Regions from separate parts of the Sus scrofa genome. Here region 2 is linked to region 1. The links are chromatin contacts, called in public HiChIP or PLAC-seq maps. All regions are on one chromosome and are shown on one strand. Each heading gives the region's core, a stretch centred on a gene start, on an enhancer-like site or on the middle of the called end of the contact. The rest is flanking DNA. Distances are from core to core; before and after follow the strand shown.

Region 1 (4,193 bases), core at 499-2,998:
ACTGTCTTGGACAGAGTCTAATACAAACCTTTTAATACAACAAATGAAGGTTTTATACAACACTGCACATCGTTAGACTCCAGCACACAATGACTGTTCTACTTCTGTAATCTGTGAGACTTTCTACCTTACAAAACACGTCTTATCAAGCAATTTTGCGTCAGAGACACCCGCTTCTCAAATATAACTCACTGCAACTGCACGAAGCACTACACATCCTTCAACAGGTCAATCACTTAGCATGCATCTCCCCCCTAAACGTCAAGGATAAACTAGATTAAATACACGCTTACCAGGTTATGGCAAGCAAAATGATGCTGCAATTTAGGAACTTTAACTCGCATATTAAGCAATACAGAAGTTCAACTAATTTCCTTCACTAACACTAACCGAAAATCTCAAGGTGTTTTGTTTTTTGTTGTTTTTTTTTTTTGGCTTTGTGGATTGCAAGTAACATTTCGCATCTGAGGACTTGATGAAAAAGAATTTGTTAAACAATTTACAAAAGCAAGATATCGAATTTCTCATGGTTCCACTCGTACTTGTCAAAGTATATATTCAGGAACAGCCGAAGAACGGTTTAATAAAGCGTACAAAATCGAGAGGTAAAAAATTTCAAGAGGGCCCCCATACCTGTGCCGCAATCCACCCCCCAACCCCGGCCTGCTCTTGTGTTAAACTATTTCCTCTGAAAAGAAAACGCTCCGAAAGAGTTTGCCAACCAGAGTAAAATCACTTCGCGGAGATAACGAACGGAAATGCATTTAAAGAAGAGAAGCTCGCGGAAGCGAAGGCGGCAGGGCGCGGATCCCCCAGGTCCCCTGACCCCGGCGGCCGGGGGCGAGCATGTGCCGGCGGCCGCAGGACGCGCGGCCCTCCCGGAGCCGCCTCCCGGGGAACAGGGCCCCGCCCGGCCTCACCCTCCCGGTTCATTCATTCTGAACCTGGGGCTGCCGCACCCCGCCCTCCCGCCCGGGCCGAGACGGGGATACGAGGCCGAGTCCAGCCACAACCCCCACCCAGAGTCGCCCCGCCGCGATTCCCGCGCGCCCGCGGTCTTCGCTCTCGGGTGGTCTGAGAGATCGCGGAGGCCCGCGGCGGCGCGAGCCCAGAACACCGCAACCCCGCGGCCCCACCCTCCGCCAGGGCGCAGGCCAGGCCTGCCCCGCTCGGCCGACGGCCGCCTAGCAGCCCCCGATCCCCGCCGCCGGAGTGCCCCACTGCGGCCGGAAGTCTCCCCGGCGCCCCCTCCCCAGCGCCCGACTTCCCTCGCCGCTGCGGCCGGACCCTCTCCGCTCTGCCTCGGGCCTTCCAGCGCGGACTGCAGGCCAGAGGGAGCGAGGGGCGATGCTGTCCTGTCCGCTGAGCGCACAAGAGCAAAGCAGGCAGCCGGAGGCCAGCCCGGGCGGTTACCTTGATAATCCTGCGGGGCAGCCCGGCCATCTTGTCAAATCCCGAGTACGGCCTCTGGTCTTGTCTCCGGCTCCGCTCGCCTCACGCACGAGTGGAAGTCCCGGGCTCCACTTCCGGGGGACGTTGCCGCGCCCGCCGCCGCCGCCGCCGCCGAGGCCCCTCGGGAAATGTAGTCCCTGCTCGGGCGCGGGCGCGGGCGGGCTTCCCTCGGCTCCGGCCCCCTCCCCCGCGTTCCCCGCCCCAGCCCCGGCCTGGGGGTGGCGGAAGTGACGCGCCGCGTAGGGGCAGGGACGTGGGGGAGGCGGCGCGGGCGGTGCGGAGCTCTGGCGCTCGTGGCCGATGCTGCCGCGTGCGACTGGGACTGGGTGGCCGGCGCCCAGCAGGCCTCTTATCCGCGGCCACGCCCGCACCAGTGGGCGACGTAACAGAGGCTCTGCGCAGACGTAGCCCATTCATCCATTCATTCGTTCGTTCATTCAACGTTACTGCGCAGTCGGGGCTGCTGCTGCCAAGAATCAGAGGTCAAGTTGATCCGCGGGTTCCTTCCTCAAAGAGAGAAGACCGAAATTCGGCTGCAAATTTCCCAACTGTGGGTCTCAATAGTTAACCAGAAAAACACAGTCAGAATTCTGTTGTTTAACTTTTGCATAAATCGAGGCTCTCTGGCACATTCCTCAGACCTGGGAAAGCTAAAAGAAAGGGGCTCGGAGAAGGTTGAGGGCAGGGCATAAGAATGGATTCTGAACGCCAGGACCTCATGGTTGAGTTGCAGTGTGGCTAGGTAGAGGAATGACCAAGAAGAGGATTAGAGAACCTAGTGTAATCCCTAAAAGAGGGATTACCTTTAGAGCGCAGGGGCGGGGGGGACCAAAGGAGGATTAGAGTGAGGGTGCCCCAAAATGGGAATATTGGGAAAGCATTTCATAGCATCCTAATGATTGATTGGTTGTTTTGCGATGGGCTTTGGAGGGTATTATTTTACTCTATCGTCATAGCAACCTCAAGGTTTTTCCTCCACTTTACAAATGGAGACGGTCACTTTTTCCAAGGTTGTGCGGGAAGTGAGCTGTTTTCTTTCCAGGCAGATCTGCCAAAACATGCACCCATTAACTACTTAGCCACGACGTTTCCTAGCACAGGAGTACAGACAGTAGATAGTGGTGAATAAAGGTGTGCCAGGTGCTATGTTAATGGATGAGAATACAGAGAGGCCGACCCTCCTTCCAGGAACTCAGAGTCCAGCAGAGAAGAGAGGAAAGTTAACAGGAATTACAATCCAATGTGTTAAGGGCCATAATAGAGGTTCCTCCAAGGTGCTATTTGAACACTCAGGCATTAATTGCTTAAGAATTCAGAGAAGGCTTCTCGAAGAAGTGGCATCCTAAAGGATGAGTAAGAATCTAACTGACCTGGTAGGGAAGAGCATGCCAGGCCTAGAAAAAAGCCTGTGAAATGGCATTGAGCTATAACGGGGAAAAAAAAAAATGCATTAAAGAAATGGGGGAATTCCCATCGTGGCTCAGTGGTTAATGAATCAGACTAGGAACCATGAGGTTGTGGGTTTGATCCCTGGCCTCACTCAGTGGGTTGAGGATCCAGCATTGCCATGAGCTGTGGTGTAGCTCTCAGACATGGCTTGGATCCCATGTTGCTGTGGCTGTGGTGTAGGCTGGTAGCTACAGCTCTGATTAGCCCCCTAGCCTGGGAATTTCCATGTGCTGTGAGTGCGGCTGTAGAAAAGACAAAAAGACAAAAAAAAATGAGGAATATGAATGCAAGAAACCTTAAAAAATTTGATAAGAGAAAACACTATCATTAGCACAATGCTAAATAATTTCACGGATTACTTCATTTAATGATACAGTATATAAGGTAGGATCTCTCTCTTTTTTTTTTTTTTTTCTTTTTAGGGCCGCATATGGAAGTTCCCAGGCTAGGGGTCCCATCGGAGCTAGAGCAGCCAGCCTGCACCACAGCAGAGCAGGAAGTGAGCCATGCCTGTGACCTACACCACAGCTCACAGCAAAGCCAGATAGCCGAGCCACTTGGCGAGACCAGGAGTGGAACCCACATCCTCATGGATACTAGTCAGGTTCATTTATGCTGCACCACAGCAGGAACTCCTAGGCTCTCTTATTAGCATTGCTTTTTAGATGAGACGCCAAGCTTCAGAGGCGATAATGATAACTTCAAATAACCAGAAGTCTAAAATGAGTAGTATTGTAATTAGAAAAATCTGGGAAAGTATATGACATTGGACAAGGATACTTTCAGAATATTTCACAGAGGCCCCAGAACTTACCCTGATAGGAAGAAAAGGCAGAGTGAATATGAGGTTAGAAGGGTATTAATCCAGTAATCTAATGCATATCAGTTCAGCTCCAACTTAGTGCTTAAAAGAACAATAATCATTTATTTAGCTCTTGAATCTGCAATTTGGACATGGCTTCGCAGGGAAGGCACATCTCAGCTCCATGCTGTGTCAGCCTGCACAGCTTGATTGGGACAGAACCACTTCCAAGACGGCTCACATAGCTGGCAAGTTGATATGGGCTGTTTGTTCCTCTCCAAATGAGACTTTCCCTGGGGCAGCTTGGGCTTCCTCACTGCATGGTGGCTGGGCTCCAAGAATGAGTGTTCCAGCAGGCAAAAGTAGAAGCCAAATCACCTTTTTGGACTCAGCCTCGAAGTCATATAGCATCACTCCTGCCATAATCCATTGGTTGACTGGTCACAAAAGGCCACCCAGTTGGAAAGGTAGGAGACATGAACTCCCTTTC
Region 2 (4,193 bases), core at 1,152-3,651, 460 kb before region 1:
CAACGAGCTGTGAGTTCTAAAAGGAGGGCCCATATCTTATTTAACTGTTTCCCAGCCCCTAGCAGATGCCTTGCATTTACTGAAACTCAATATAAGGACACTAAAAACAAACAAAAAATTAAGTAGTTAATGAGAGACAATTCAAACTTTCTTATAAAGCGCATATAAATTTAACACAGTAGTTCTCAACCAAGGCAATTTTGCCCCTAGGTGACATATGGTAAAACGTTCAGATATTTTTGGTTGTCCCAATGGGGGGTAGGGGATTTTAGGAGAGCTACTGGCATCGAGTGGGTAGAAGCCAGGGATATACTGCTAAACATTTTACAATGCAAAGGGCAGCTTCCTACAACAATTATCCAGTCACAAATGTCAACAGTGCCATGGTTAAGAAACTCAGTTGTCAACTGACTTATTCCTGTGTGTTGATGATTCCTTATCACGTCTCAACAATAATCAGAATAAATTCCATTTTTTAGTTTCAACTGAAGCTTCTGCAGCCATTTACCTGTACACACCAACACTAAAAATGATCTTTATATAACTGTAATGTTTAAGAACATTAAACCAAGAGTACTGGAAAGCATCTCATATTTCTGAAAACTAATCTATAACTACCAGAAGCTACTCTTAGGTCAGTTAACACTGTTTTATTTATAAACTTTATTGCAAATCACAGACGACTCATTTTCGGCTATGGAATGATGTAACAGAAACACAATCTGAGACATGAAGTAATCAATCAGTTCCTACACGTCTGATAAAAGAAAAATCTCTAAGTACTGCAAGTAAATCATGCACAGATGTCTTTGATGTTGAGCACAGAACTGATGGCCAAAGGGCACTGCCCTTGCTACAGCCAAAATAGGTGCTTATCAAGATTTCGAAAAACTCTGGCAAAACACTGCAAAACATCCAACGTCAATACAGGGTGGCAGATGCAAAAGTTAGCTATTTCTCGCCCTGATATATGACCAAGTTTCACATGACTGGAATACTTCACAAAGCTATGCAGCCGCAAGGACACTCACTCCCTTTCTAAGCAGTGAATGACTCAACTCTCTTTGGTACATTCCTTGACTGAATACTACAAGTTCACTAATTCCTTTTGTCCTTTGAACTAGTTATCCTACTCCCTCAATAACCAACTAACGAATCTGGCACCAGCTTTTCAATCATTTACATTTTGCACCCTATCGGTCCCAAAAAGAAATATAGAAGTTGTCCAAAACAAAAACTTGAGTACAGTAAATCTTATAGAAAAGATCTCAATTGCTATTCCAGGAACTGACTCCTAAACACAACATCTACATATCGCCAATGCGCTCATCTTTATATATCAAGGTTTTTTTCCAGATTGTAAATAAAGATAGCACTGGCAGAAAATAAAGGAGTTAAGTGCATACCCGGGGCTAGAGCTTACGGGGGATTTAGTCTCCGACGGCTCCAAAAAGCTACTGGGCTGGGAGGGGGAAACGCATTTTTAACTGGGGAGGGGAAAAGTTTGCAACAGTGAGTAATATCTTCCTTCGAGGCTGACTCTGCCAGGGACGTGTCGGTACCGCGACTGGGCCGAGGCTAGGCCAGCTTTCACCACGTTACCACGCAGGGCTGCCCAGAGCAGACCGCGACGCCGAGCGTGGCAGCTGCGGGTCGCGTAAAGTTGGGGGGCCCGCTGGGCAGGGCGGCCGGGGGACCCGCCGAACTCGCCTCCCGCGGGCTCCCACGGGGCGTCCTCCAGCCCGGCGGGCGGCCGGCCGGCCCCGGCGGCACCAACTCTCCGTGTTCACTGCCATTCCAGGATCTGGAAGGAACGCGCCGGCACCACACCCTCCCGCCCCGCCGCCCGCTCGCACTGACAGCCCGTGCGGGAGCGGGGCCCGGGCCTGGGCGCGCGGGGCCGCGGCAGACCGGGCGCCCGGCCCCGGCCTGCCGCCGCGCCCGCCCTCCCTGCCCCCACGCCCGCCCCGGGAGCAGAGGACCGAGGCCTAATCAGCGCCCGGGCTGCGGGGCCTAAAGCAGGGAGGCGCCCGCACTGAGGAGGGACGCCAGCGCCGCCGCCTCGGCTCCTCAGCGCGGCGGCGGCTTCCGCGGCCTCGGACTCGGGCTCCCGCTCACGTGCTCCTGGAAAGACGGTTTCACTCTCTTACCCTCTGCAAAATCCTCCTTAACATGGTTTAAACACCCCCCGGCGCTGCCGCGGTGACTCTCCGGACCCTCCTCGGGGTCACTCACTACTCGGGGGTGCGCGGGCGGTAGGGACTGAGCCAGAAGGGAACCTGGGAGGAGGTCGGGGCGAGGCGGTGGCGGCAGCCGCTAGGGCGGCCCCGACTTCCCCACAGGCGGTGAGAGGGAGCGCGCGCGAGCCGGGGACGAGATAGCCAGCGAGCGCCCGCCCGCCGGGCCGCCCCCGTAACTGACAGCTGGGCGGACCCGCCCGCGCCGCCCCGCCCTCTCGGCCTGTCCATCCGCGGGAGGCGGGGCTGGAAGGGGCCTGGCCTGGGCCGGCGACCAATCGGAAAGGGCGGCGGCGTGGGCCATTGCGTGACGGACAGGAGGCAGGACGCTGGCACTGCCGCTCCTTCCGGCCGCTGAGCGCACACCCGCGCTCCGTCAGAGGCGCTCGCGCGTAGACCCGGCACCCGCGGAGGGGACTTGGGGACCTGGGGACTTGGGGACCTTGGGGCTTGGGGGGTGGTCCTTGGCCGCGAAGGAAGGCGGGCTCTCGAGGCAGGTACCTGCTATGGCACCTCAGACTGCTCTGTAAAATCTGTCGGTGTGACCCTGGCCTTGACCGTTGCTCAACTGGACTCCCATTTCTGCAGGAAGCTTAGTCTCAGAGTGCAAGCAAAGGAGAGACTCAGACACGATTAACCGGTCTGTTGGGCTTCCCTCCTCTGGTCCAACCCCTGGCTCCTTTCCCTCCTCCCTTCCTGCTTCTCATTTCAGCCAAAGGAAAAGTAAAGAATCGGAAGAAAGTATAGAAAGAAACTGCAATTTGAATTGATAGGGAAAAAAAAAAGTTTGGCGTTGTCCTTTGGACTATAGCAACAATATTTAATGGACTGATGACGCTAACATGTTGCACCCACTAAAGCCCATGCTTGGCTCATTCTCCTAAGGAATTTTAAATCCTCTTCTGATAACGAATGTATGAAGTGAATCGACATTAATGCGTCTGTTTCATAGATTAAGAAAAAAATAATGACGTTTTCCCTTCGTGGCTCCGCAAAAACCAATCTGACTAGCATCCATGAGCATGCAGGTTCCATCCCTGGCCTCGCTCAGTGGGCTAAGGATCTGGTGTAGCCCTAAGCTGTGGTGTAGGTCGCAGATGCAGCTGGGATCGTCGGACTGCAGCTCTGATTCGACCCCTAGCCTGGGAACCTCCATATGCTGCAGGTTTGGCCCTACAAAAAAAACAAAATGAGGTCACAGATAAACAGTGTGCCAAAACAAGGATGTGGACTGGGAAATGGACTTAGAACTGACTTCCAGGCACCATGTCATTATTTGAAGTCAAAAGTCACAGCTGCCCAAAACAAAAAAAAAAAAAGTCACAGCTGCAGAATCATATCATTTTGCCAAGTTGCTCTCAGCTTTCACAAGTTGAGAGATTTGGCTTTTACCCTGGAGGGGGGAGCAGGGGAGAAGACTTTAACATTGTTTACATAGGGAAGAAGAAGGGGAGAAAAATGCAACTAACCCTGCTTGAATTGGGGGAGGGGGGTAATGAAGTCTACCAAGCAATGAATGGAGTGCTTATTAGAAAATACTTCCAGGTCTTTTGAAAAGATGCAGCAAATATTTTCAAATTAGTTAAGGTAAAAGTGTTTTATAAAGTGTAAATAAAGCATTATATCATGTAATATGTTGTTTCTATCCCAGACATGTCTGTATTTTAATGTGGATGTGTCTGCGCCTATAGTGCAGCAAACAGTCGTGCCTACAACTAATACATTATTAATCACTATTGATGATAGTGCACTTAAATACTTCCAGACAAACATAGCAAAGCACACTCTTCCATCTTTCCAGACACAGGCACTTTATTTTAGAAAATATGGGAAATATTTTCACCGACATAGGGGGATAAAACTGTGGTATAATACATATGTGGTCTCTGCTCCCAAGTAATAACATGATGGATAAGGTGATAAGAGCATCTTTTGTTGTAATGTTTGACCCTTGAC

What was found. HiChIP or PLAC-seq counts read pairs in DNA pulled down with a chosen protein or histone mark.
Region 2: an H3K27ac HiChIP or PLAC-seq map of alveolar macrophages shows a contact between it and region 1. The contact joins the promoter of EEA1 here to the promoter of UBE2N in region 1. A contact is called at or near these places in 2 of 5 promoter capture datasets (fetal skeletal muscle and liver), 2 of 47 Hi-C or Micro-C datasets (embryonic fibroblasts and heart right ventricle) and 2 of 2 datasets of contacts at active chromatin or transcription factors (alveolar macrophages and skeletal muscle).

What each region holds. Positions count from the first base shown.
Region 1 is chr5:89,670,861-89,675,053 of Sscrofa11.1, reverse strand. It overlaps UBE2N (ubiquitin-conjugating enzyme E2 N), which reads right to left and starts at 1,748. Exons shown (of 5, transcript XM_005664262.3): 1 at 1,414-1,748. The coding sequence starts at 1,443.
Region 2 is chr5:90,129,915-90,134,107 of Sscrofa11.1, reverse strand. It overlaps EEA1 (early endosome antigen 1), which reads right to left and starts at 2,401. Exons shown (of 33, transcript XM_021091260.1): 1 at 2,151-2,401. The coding sequence starts at 2,174.